Linked DNA regions of Mus musculus: region 2 is linked to region 1. Evidence: chromatin contacts called from public ChIA-PET data. All regions are on one chromosome and are shown on one strand. Each heading gives the region's core, a stretch centred on a gene start, on an enhancer-like site or on the middle of the called end of the contact. The rest is flanking DNA. Distances are from core to core; before and after follow the strand shown.

Region 1 (5,935 bases), core at 2,636-5,135:
CAGACTACTACGGCTTAAAGCTGGATATCAACAACAACAGAAACAATGGAAAGCCTACACATTCACGGAAACAGAGCAACTCCCTACTGAATGACTTCAAGGTCAAGGCAGAAACAAGGAAATTAAAGACTTCCTAGAATTTAATGAAAATAAATGCACAACATATCCAAACTTGTGGCACACAATGAATATGCTGCTAAGAGGAAAGCTCACAGCACTAAGTGCCTTCATAAAGAAATTGGAGAGATCTGATACTAGCAGCTTAACATCATACCTGAAAGTTCTGGAACAAAAAGAAGCAAACACACCCTGGAGGAATATATGGCAGGAAATAATCAAACGGAGGGCTGAAATTACTAAGATAGTAACGAGAATAATACAAAGAAACCAATGAAACAAAGAATTGGTTCTTTGAGAAAATCAACAAGATAGACAAGCCCTTATTCAAACTAATGAAAAGGTAGAGAGAGAATATCTAAACTAAGAAAATTAGAAATGAACAGGGGGACATAACAACAGACACCAAGGAAATCCAAAGAATCATACTTTGGCCCTACTTCAAAAACTTGTACTCCATACAATTGAAAAATTTAAAAGGAGCGGACAATTTTCTTCATAGATACCACTTAGCAAAGTTAAATCAAGATCAGATACACAATTTAAATAGACCCATATCCCCTAAGGAAATAGAAATAGTAATTTAAAATTTCCCAACGCACTCCCCTCCCCCACCCCACCCCGGCAAAAAGTCCAGGGCCAGATGGCTTTAGCTCAGCACTCTACCAGACTTTCAAAGAAGAGCTAATGCTAGCACTCCTCAAATTATTCTACAAAATAGAAACAAAGGAATATTTCCAAATTCATTTTATGAGGCCACAGTCACCCTACTACTCAACAAAGAAAGAAAAAACCAGACCACCAAGGGGCCATTCTGATATAATAGCTTAGGGTCTCTTTATTACAAGCTCGGACTTGGATCTCCTCCAACCCAACTCTGACACAGCAGGACCGAAAGGGAAGGCAGAGCAGCCTCGAATCCTCAGCAGGACAAGGTTTTATAGGAAAATGGGAGCAAGTGAGGGGGTGGGGAAGGGGTGTCTGGTCTGGCAAGCATCTCATAGAATGGCTATAAGCCGACAGGTGGGTGCTCTGAAACAAGACAGTATAGAATCACAAAGGGTCTGAAAGTACATCTGAAACAACCAGACTAATCTTTGATTGGCTGATGCTAGGAAGTAGCTAGGGAGTAACTCTGGCCAAGGACAAGCTGAGGGGTCCTTCCTGGTATGTGGGTGCAGTTTGGGTTCTGCTGTAGGTCAAGTTTTTAGGCTTTTTTTTTTTCTCTCTTTAAGATGGAGGCCAGTCCCATGGTGGAGTAGGCATTTCCTGGCACAACAACTTCAAAAAATCATCTCCTATGATCAAGTAGGCTTCCTCCCAGAGATGCAGGGATGGTGCAACATATGAAAACTCATCAACATAATCCACCATATAAACAAACTGAAAGAAGAAATCCACACGGTCATCCCACTAAATGCTGAAAAAGCCTTTGACAAAATCCAACACTTCTGCATGATAAAGTCTTGGGAGAGATCACGGATACAGGGCACATACCTAAACATAGTAAAGGTAATTTACAGCAAGAGTATAGCCAACATCAAATTAAATGGAGAGAAACTTAACGCAATTCCACTAAAATCAGGGATAAGGCAAGGCTGTCCATTCCTTCCATATCTCTTCAGTATAATACTTGAAGTTTTAGCAATAAGACAACTAAAGGAAATTACAAATTAAAGCTATAGTATTGATATTTGCAGATGACATGATAGCATTCATAAGTGACCCCCCCAAAATTTCACCATGGAACTCCTACAGCTGCTAAATACCTTCAGCAATGTGGTTAGATACAAGATTAACTCAAAAACAAAACAAAACAACAACAAAAAGCACTAGCCCTCCCATATCCAGATGATAAAAAGGCTGAGAAATAAATCAGGGGAACAACATCCTTCACAATAACAACAAATAATGTACAATATCTTTTGTTAAACAAGTGGAAAACATGACAAAAACTTCAAGTATTTAAAGAAATTGAAAAAGATATCAAAAGGTGGAGAGCTCTCCCATGCTAATGAATAGGTAGGATTAACATAGTAAAAATGGCCATCTTACCAAAAGCAACCTGGAGATCCAGTATAATCCCCTTCAAAATTCTAGCACATTTTTATAGACTTTGAAAGAATAGTATTTAGCTTCATATGGAAAGACAAAAGGCCAGGGTAGCTAAAAGCAACCCTGTACAATAAAAGATATTGACTTCCCCTATTCCAAGCTCTGCTACAGAACTATAGTAATAAAAACCTCACAGTATGAGCATAAAAACAGGCAGGTTGATCAATGGGATGGAATTGAAGACCCAGATGTAAATCCACCTATGGACACCTGAGTTTTTATAAAGAAATCCAGAATTATTCAATGGAAAAAAGAAAGCATCTTTAACAAATGGTGCTGGTCTAACTGGATATAGATCTATATCTACCACCCTGACTGCACAAAACTCTAGTCCAAGTGTATCAAGAACCTCAACATAAAACCAGATACACTAAACAAAGAAGAGATAAAGAAAATGTGGTATATTTACACAATGGAGAATTATTCAGAGTTAAAAAAACAAGACAAAACAACCAAACAAACAACCCCTAACATCATGAAATTTGCCAGCAAATGGATGGAACCAGAAAACAAAAACAAAAACAAAAACCTATCCTGAGTGGGGTAACTCAGACCCAGAAAGACAAGCATGGTACGTACTCACTTATAAGCAGACATTAGCTATAAATTACAAGATAATCATGCTACAATCCACAGACCCAGAGAGGCTAAGTAACAAGGAGCCATCTCCCTAGGAGGGAGAAATAGAGTAGGTATCATGGGATTGGAACTGGGGGCATGTGGGGATGGGAGCAGAGGGATCAGGTTGGGCGAGGATGGAGGGAGAGAGTATGGCAGAGAAGACTGGAATGTGGGGGCTAGAAACCTATCAGGGTGACCCTTGCTATGACTCCTAGTAATGAGGGGTTTGGAGCTGTCTGCTGTAGCCAGGCAAGCCTTCCAGTGGAGAGACTGGGACACCAACTCAGACCCCAAACCTCTGACCTACCATTTATCCTGCCTGCAGGATGTGCTGGAGAAAAGATGGCACAGAACTTGTGGGAGTCTCCATCCAATTACTAGTCTCTCTTGAGACTTGTGCCACAAGAGGGAGGCCACCTCTGACACTGAATTCATGGAGGTCAGGAACAAGAGGCTGGATGCCCCAGACAGCTAAGATAGAACTGAACATGACCAAAAAAAAAAAAAAAAAAAAAAAAAAGCATGAAATGTTTTCTAATCATATTCTGCCATACTTGTAGACAGAAATCTAACATAGTCGCCATCAGAGAGGCCTACAGCCACACAATAGGCAGAGCTTGGGGAATCCTACAGGATATGGGGAGGAAGGATTGTAGGAATCAGAGCTCAAGGGCACCACAAGAAAACTCACAGAATCAACTAACCTGGCCTCATAGGCACTCACAGAGACTGAACCAACAATCAGCGATCCTGATGGATCTGACCTAGGCCCTCAGCATAGCTGGTTGTTTGGTTCAGTGTGAAATCACTTTCTTCTTGTAGTTGGCTCCTTTAAACTTTGTGTGTGTGTGTGTGTGTGTGTGTGTGTGTGTGTGTGTGTGTGTTCGTTCGTTCATTCCATTAGCTCTGGTTCCACTGTCTCTGGGATAGCCTGGAACTTGCTTGTTCTAATCTTCCTGTCCCTACCTCCGAGAGTGCTGACATTTCTAGAGCAGAGGGTTTCTGCGTGAAAGGAGGTGTGGTTGGACTGGGGGAATAAGGAAGTGTCCTCCAGAACTGGCGGGAGCTCTTAAGGCGGGCAGAAAGCGAAGCAGCCTATGGCCTCTAGGGCTGGCACCAGGATGCCACCTCTAATGATTAACTCAAACGCCTCTAAACATTCGGAGGCATTTCTGTCCCCTATGCCCTAGTTCTCTCAGTTGTCTTTCATTCTGACTTCGGTGCTTAAAAGTCCAGCTTCTCGGAATCGGTAGCAAACCTCTGTGAGCCGGCGTGGAACAGGAAGTGAGTACAGTTCTGGGGAGCGCCGGCCCGGGCTGGAGGCTCGGAAAGCCCAAGCCAGCGGAGGCCTCGCCCGAGCTGGAGTTGTGACCGGCGCGGCAGGTACTCGGCCACAGGTGAGTGCTGCAGAGCAGTCGGGTTCCTTTCCCACCAGCGGGCCGAGATCCCACCGGTGGGTGTCGATCTCGCGTGGCGCTCCCCGAAATGCAGCCATCGGGGTGCCGTCGCCGCCTCTCCAGAAAACTTTATTGGACTTCTTAGGCTTACTTTCTTTGTAGTTTGGCTCAGGACCTGGAGCTGAGTTAATCCTCCGGGGAGTCCTCTAGCTTGAGCTGCGTTTCCTCCGGCGATTTTCGTGCTCTTCCCAACTCAGACGTCCATCAACTCTAATCCCAAATTCTCTCTTCCTTTCTCCTTCTCCTCCAACATCTCCCCTCCCTTTTTCTCTCCCTCTTCTTCTCTTTGCCTTCTCCTCTCCCTCCCTCTCCTCTTCCTCTCTCCCTCCCTCCCTCTGTCCCTCTTTGGTTTCATGATTTCCTGCAGAAGCTCAGGCTTCTTGAACTTACGACCTTGCTTCCACCTCCTGAGTGCTGGCAGTACAGGGGGTGGGGGGTCGTAGGGCACTAGCTCTGCACTTAAAACACCAACCCCCCACCCCCTCACCCCAACCCCCACAGAGAGGGGATGAGAGAGGAGGGAGGGAGGGGGCTACAGGTGACCTGAGGCCGGTAATTCCTCTACGTGCTAAGCAGTTGTAAGGGTGACTGGCTTGTTAAGTACCTGTAAGGAATTATCATACAGTCATATTTCTGTTTCTTCTTTCTTTCTTTCTTTCTTTCTTTCTTTCTTTCTTTCTTTCTTTCTTTCTTTCTTTCTTTCTTTCTCTCTCTCTCTCTCTCTCTCTCTCTCTCTCTCTTTCTTTCTCTTTCTTTCTTTCCTTCCTTCCTTCCTTTCTTTTCTTTTCTTTTCTTTTCTTTTCTTTTCTTTTTTCTTTCTTTTTTTTCTTTTTCTTTTTTGTCTTTTTAAAGGGAGTCCTCTAAGTGCCTTCTGCTTGGCTAGGTCTCAGTTTCATTCTTTAAAAAATTATTTATTTCTATTTTAATTTCATGAGTATGAGTATTTTGCCTGCATGTATGTATGTGCACCTGGTACTGGGCGGGGGGGGGGGGGGTGGCGGCACAGATTCCTTGAACTGGATTTACAGACAGTTTCAGCCATTATATGGGTGCTGGAAACTGAACCCAGGTGGTCTGCAAGAGCATTGAGTGCTCTTAAACTCCTGAGTTGTCTCATCGACAAATCTTTCTTTTTTTAAATAAATATGGCATTGATTGAATTAGCATGAGGACGATTAGTGCTCCCGTTTCTTACAAACCTATTTAAAGAAGACTCAAGAACTCGTATGTGGACACAGAGGAGTTGCTGGTCATGGCTGTGTGTCTCCCATGTCTCTTTCCCAGGAGGGAGAAAGGTGACCCCATAGCAGGCCATTTAGCTGTTATTTGATTTTGCCCAGTAATTTCTGTTTGTGGGTAGGTTCACTCCAGGAACTAATATGATTTCTCCAGCAGCCTGCATAGCCTGACCACCTCACCCTATCAGGTTGCTCTTTTTTCTTTTTCTTTTCTTTTCTTTCTTTCTTTTTTTTTAATCTTCCAACTTAAAAGAAATTCTAATAAGAAAGTGGGCATCTTCTTGCTTTATTTGACATTCCTCGGATTTACTGACCCATGTGATGTGTCATCCTATGCTCTCATGGGCTTAGTGCCTATAGGGGAGCTCCATGTGTTTTTTCCAGCAA
Region 2 (6,282 bases), core at 3,571-6,070, 160 kb after region 1:
AAGATGGGGGTATTTACAAATAAGTGGGATCAGATATTGAGACTAAATACAAAATAAAAATCCCTAGTTGGGCAACTGAGACACTCAAATGCTCACTGTCTCTAGCTTTTCTCTATCCCTTAAACCTGAGGAAAAGTGTCTCTCTCTGAAGGTCCTGCATGTCTGCAAACAGAACTGGTACATCTGAAGATCAGCTGAGTAATCTTCCATCTGAAAGAGGCAAGGACCAAAAGGACCCAACAAATGACCTAAGGCTGGCCACTGGGATTATCACTAGAGTTCACGCCCCATGGACTTGCAGGAAGCTTGTTAGTAAAGGCAAATCTCACAAGTCCACAGCATGCCAGCGAACTGCCTAAGTGTTCCCTGATGCTCTAACTTAATGCTTACCCACCATCAACATGTGACCTTCCAGTTGTGGAGGTCAGAGGCAGGAACCAGCTCCACTGCTTGGTACCAAGGTGTCACCGAGGCCGTGCTCCAGTGAAAAGCTTAGTCCCTTGCTTTCTAGCTGCTGCAGCTGCTTCTCTTGGCTCTGGGCCTCTTCTACTATCCTGAAGGCCAGCAGCATGGCACCCGGGAGCCTCCTCCTCTGCTTCTATTGTCACACTACTGGCTGTTTTTCCTTATAAGGAACCTATAATCAATGTTTAAGCTCAACTGGATAACCCAAGATAAACTTCTCAAGATAGAGACTGCAAAGTCCCTCTGCCTCAGGTAACATTCACAGGTTCCAAGAACTTAGATCTTGATGGCTGTGACTCAGGTGGCCACACTGGCTCAGAATACAAATCTCAGAGCCAATACTTACTGGTTGTATGACCTGCCCTCTCTTCCCTCATGCATCCCCAAGGGGTAGAACTCAGATGACAGGCTTGGGGAGGGGAGCACGTGTTCTTTCCAGCTAAGCCATCTCACAGCCCTGGAATTCTGCACAAACTACTTTACCGTGTTTCTTCATCTGTGAAATGGGCTTAATAACAGGATCGACTTCCCTGGCTTTGCGATGAGGATTAAGGGAGTTATGAGAGCAGCAGCCTCAGAGGGTCCCTGGGGCAGTCACACAGCAGCTGCAGTTGGTATGCTATTACTGTTTCCACCACCACCAATGGAACAACAGAAAGGCTTAGCATCCATGGCTCAATGGCATCTCTCTCAACATAAGAAGTCATGCTTCCTAGCTGTCCTCTGACAGTGAATCGGTCTGGGGACAGCCATTTTCTTCCTTTCATTTCTGGGGAACAGGAAACACAGTCCAGAGTCCCAACTCTCAGAACTGAACTCTGGGACACACCGACAGCACCTCCTTTAGCTGCACAGTTCTGTGTTCTCCCTGTGGCACTGTCTTTGTATGGTGGCTCTTTATTTAATCTTTTTAGAAACAACTGCGTTTTTCCTACAAGCTACCAAGTCAAGCATGACACATTTAACAAGAAACAGACCTCTGTAAACCACGCACATTTAGGAGAAAATCAAGTAAAACAACCAACTAAATTGTTTAAAGAAGGACGGGACTCAAAATGAACCACCAAAACATGTCACTATCATTGCTGGGAGAACACATTATGACTAAGAACTGAGTTAGCTCAGCCACAGAATTCAATGGTCGACAGAGAGAGCCTAAATATAGGCACTGTGCTTAAAAAAACAGGTAGATACTTCCTTAAAACAGGATACTTTGGACAAAACAGCCCCATGAAAAAGACTAGAAACTCAGGAAAATCCACCTTATGAGAAGGCAGAGCCTGGAATTATAGCAAATGCAGATTTAATAAAGCATATTAAAATATATCTCAAATTGTATTTACAAACAATACTTTGGGGATTAATTAGAAACTCATGTTGGCTGCTAAGTTGTATGTAAGAGTGGGAGCAATGCCAATCACTGACCTGCAACAGCTCCTCAGGCAGAGGTAAACCAAGCTGGACCACAGTAAGCTTTTAAAAATGAAATAAATTTATCTTACTTCTATATAAAATAACTAACTTTTGACCAAGACTAACTGGTTATACCATAGCTGGCCATACTTTGGGCAAATCTACCAAAACTTCACAGGAATTATAGGACCACACCAGAATTGTCATGACTTTAGTGCTATAAAGGCATGGGGAGTGTCAACCCCCAAATCGAAGGGGACCAGTGAGCAGAAGACATCTTGAAGGTGGAGAACACATAGTGCACCCAGCAGTGAGGTAGCAGCGAATGGGCTACGCCCAGCACAGCTGTTCTAGCAGCTATCTGTCCGTGTTCCTGTTTCCTACTTTCAATTTAGCGGCCAGTAGTGTTTTCATAATATGACATATAAGGAAGCCGCTTCTGATTATAGACAGAGTGGACCCCAAAGGCTGTTGAATCTATGACTTAAGCATCCCAAACCATGAATAAGATTCAGGCTTCCTACAGGATATATTTTGGGCTTATTTGTCTGCTAACATCAACATCTGTTGAGGTAGGTAACTCCTCCCTTCCACAATCTCCACCACCAGAAGGGAGGTAACCTCTGGCAAGGAAGGAGTCCACAGCAGAGCGTCACCTGGAGATAAGAAAGGCTTGAGCCCAGGGCACCGTCTGCAGTTCTGATAAGTTTCCACAGATGCCCTCTGTCATCCCCTATGTACACTTAGCCTTTAAGCTCTTACATCCTAAGCTTGACCCGAATCACCCTCTGAGGAGGCAATTGCTGTTTGGAGTGGTCCTCTGCCCATACCACATCAGATCATTCTGTTTCTTCACCCCTGGCTGCTGACCATTAATGGCAGAGGCCTCTATCTTCAATCGCCACAGAACTGTCCTTCATTACCATCTCTATTATGTACAACGTGTGTGAACTGATATTTTAATTTTGTATGCTAGTCCTACATGAATCCATGAATCTGTTATTGCCACTGCTTTTAAGGTAAAGGGAAACTTGTAATATTTGTATACTTTTTGAAACATGGTCTTGTGTAGCTCAGGCTGGTTTTAAACTTGCTCTATAGCTGAGGATGATCCTGGATTTCTGATCCTCCTGCTTCCAGCTCTGGAACGAAGGGATGAGACTCATGCCACCCTGCCTAATTCACTCAGCGCTGGGGTTGCCCCCCTGCCTTTCTTCATACACGCCCATCAAGCACTATACAAAGCAACTTCACTCAAAACCCAGTTACAAGTTGTAAGGAGAGTCTGCGCTTCAGAAGATTTGTAAGAAAGTTAATCTACAAGGCCAGGACAAGACTTTCTGTCCTGCCCACTGCAGCATGTAAGGGGTTACTGCTTGTCATACAGTTAAGAAATTTGGAGAAGTTTGGCCTGGTAATTCCTAAACAAAGATATGCGCATTATCTGTAGTTTTGAAGCTGTCCAGCTCAACTACCCAAGTAGCAATGGATACTGTTTCTCTGTGTTTTGTTCAACAAATGAAATGGGAAGAAAATAGGAGAGTGCTGATAAGTATCTGTGATTCAAGACCTTCGAATGACTCCATGATTCCGTCCTAAATACAGTTGAAAGGTCTAAAAAGCAACAATGAGGCAGGCTTTGCAGGCAAGGCACATGAGCTGCTCACTCACAGAAAACAAGCTCTCTATGGTCACTTTCATGTCCACGAGGGGAAACCCCAAAGCAAAGGGCTATTATGAACTTTTCCTCCAAAAGGCAGTGTGGTCCCTACTCTTGAAAATTCAAATTCCAGGTGTGTTAAGCACTAAATATTGCATTTAATAGAGATTACTACTACCATTGGATTTTATTTTTTATACTATGAACTCTTAATACTATAAAAGCCAAGCATGTTAATGCATGCACATATTGATATTCAAAGTTGAAAGTGAGAAACATTAAGTACAGTCCCTCTTTTACCAGCTAAGCCATCTCCTGGCCCAATTAGGTTTTAAAAAAATATAGTATAAATTTAAGTACTCAGGAGGTAGAAACATAAATTGGAAACAAACCATTCCTGGCACCTGGTTGTCTGGACGAAGAAGATGCATAACTCAGAGCAGCGTCTCTCCATCTACCCTGCTAAGAGCCCTTCTCAAATGCACACCCCTTTTACAGTAGACTGCTATGCAGTCTCTGCAGCTGCCACTAGCCATGATGTAGGGGCTCAAAGAAGAACCACACGGCTCTGTAACTAGTGCTCTAAAAGAGCTTCTTATACAAAATTTTTTCCACCACACAATCCAGACTGGTGCAGCCATTCAAAGACTATCAGGAGTGACTTGGCAACCTTACAGCAAGAGCTTCTGCCCCTAGGTTTATTATCTACTCCAAAGAACTGTGATGTCACCTACATAGAGACATGGCTGGAGGTTGTTTCCCGTAGCACTGTTGATGACAGGAAGGCAAAGCCTACTCTTCAAAGTGCAGGTAAAATGGGGTAGAGATACACTGTAGGGCAACATGCACCAGAATCAAATGCTAACTGAATAAAGCAACAATCAATTCCACTTATATGCGTGAAATATTTTCCACATTTAATTTGCACACTTAGTATGTATAGACATATTGAAATGTTTACCTTTAATGTGAGGAAGATGGAACTTTGATGGTATAAGCTTAATATAAGTTTAAAAAAGAAGTATTAAAAACCCATAAACTGTTTAAAGCCCACTGCTCTTTTATCAGTGAGCCATATAATTACTGTTACACCCTTCCGTTCTTAGGCTAAGCTTGTTCCTGGACACACCAACATGCACACACAGTTCTGCAATGGGAACTCTGTGGCACACTTCCTGGCACATTTCTCAAAACGCCACCACGTTTCCTGATGTGACTTAACTGCTCCTCAGCAGTCAGGTTCAACTAACGTAAGGGGCAAAGCAAGTGCAAAGCCGCAGGGCGGATGTTCTCAGGAGTTAGCGGCTTGGCTGCCTAGGAAGTGCTCTAATGCACTGTTTGCCAGGTTTAGGTCGGACATGCTAAGGGTTTAAGAACGAAGCATAATAAAGTGTATTCCTCTATTTCATCTGCCAAAATTGGCTACCAACTGCACTGTGCATTTCTGTTCAGTTATTTTACCTTTCCAACACAAACGAAAACAACATGTACATATTCAAGTACGTATTTTTGTTTCTCACTATAAATACAATAAATGCATCTAGAAATTTAAGACAGCATACAAAGAATCAAATGAAAATTATTCATGATGTTTCACCATCATTCACAAGATACAATGTTTAGCTGCTAGAGAAATATTTATCTTTTTTCCATGTTAACCTAGACATTGTATTTACGAGTATCCAGTATTTAGAATATTTAATTATACAATCAACCATTATTTCCATTGATGATCTCTAAACAATTAGCGGTTATTAATTCACTTTAAAACTCGAGAATCTGTAACAAGACTCAGCAAACATTTCCTGTTAAGAGTCAGGTACTGAAAGCTTTAGAAAAGCCATATACCATTTGTTGTATGAGATTGCTGTTCTCTTTTGCTAATTCTTTAGAAAAACAAACAAAGCAAAACAAACAAACAAACAAAAACCCCTAAATCTTCATTTATAAGATGAGCTAACTCTGACCCAAGCTCTTCCTGGCTGCCTTCGGATCTAGAACCAAAGCCATGGCATGTCTGCGCACAGATTAGAAGGCCACAAGGATACTACCCCTACACATCACATGGAAGCAAACTGAGGAAGCCATGCTTTTAAAACTACACTTCTCAACAGGAATTTCATTTGACGCTTGATGGCACAGAGTCAAGGACAAGGGGTTATATTAAAATGCTTAAAACAACCAGATGTGGTGGCACATGCCTGTAATTCCAGCCCTCAGGAAGCAGAGGTGACAGGAGGGGGAGAGGCTGGAGGAAGATACTAAACCAGACTTGCCTGATGTTTATACATCTTTAGATTCCTGTCTTTCTTTCCTCTATCTCCTCAGTCTCACTGTCATGAATGGTTAGCAACTGGATGACCATCCAGTACTTTTGGTAGTCAAGTTATTTAGGGATAGTCATATGATAGCTTATTCAAAGGAAATGGGATGGAAAATAATGTTAAATATAGACTTCAAATGGGCAAACTAGTGTCGCATTCAGCAAACAGTGGTGCCTTCTTTTTTTTCAAGAAAAACAATTTGATGTTTAAATTCTATCCTGTTAAATAGGCATTATCTTCTCTGTGCCACTTGGCAAAAGAGTTACATATGGCATGTAGTATAAAAGTTACATTTTAATCAAAGTTTTTCAAGACAGATTTCTTACAAGTTTAATATGCAATATTTAAATAGCTGTAAGACTATTTAACTGAAAAAGTTGTTACTAAAAAGCAACTTTTATCATTAAATTTTACTAAGTC

The links. ChIA-PET counts read pairs in DNA pulled down with a chosen protein or histone mark.
Region 2: a contact with region 1 is called in an RNA polymerase II ChIA-PET map of effector CD8 T cells, with 4 times the contacts expected there. The contact joins the enhancer-like site here to the promoter of Casp8 in region 1. A contact is called at or near these places in 1 of 39 promoter capture datasets (the SN4741 cell line), 2 of 15 datasets of contacts at CTCF or cohesin (the NIH/3T3 cell line and large pre-B cells), 13 of 115 datasets of contacts at active chromatin or transcription factors (the 230-238 cell line, the SCID.adh cell line, bone marrow-derived macrophages and 7 more) and 4 of 9 other capture datasets (adipose tissue, embryonic trunk, liver and 1 more).

The regions. Positions count from the first base shown.
Region 1 is chr1:58,791,489-58,797,423 of GRCm38.p6, forward strand. Casp8 (caspase 8) reads left to right here and starts at 3,886. Exons shown (of 9, transcript NM_009812.2): 1 at 3,886-4,250. It overlaps Gm39646 (a long non-coding RNA gene), which reads right to left and starts at 386. Exons shown (of 3, transcript XR_865448.1): 1 at 1-386.
Region 2 is chr1:58,951,676-58,957,957 of GRCm38.p6, forward strand. The region is part of intron 1 of Trak2 (trafficking protein, kinesin binding 2); the gene reads right to left. Among named protein-coding and RNA genes, the nearest start is that of Trak2, 19 kb to the right of the region's middle. Within about 2 kb of position 4,821, at least 91 of the 459 cell types and tissues checked have an H3K27ac peak or open chromatin away from gene starts, as enhancers often do. A contact at or near this core is called in the 230-238 cell line, bone marrow-derived macrophages, effector CD8 T cells and 3 more, where this site is marked.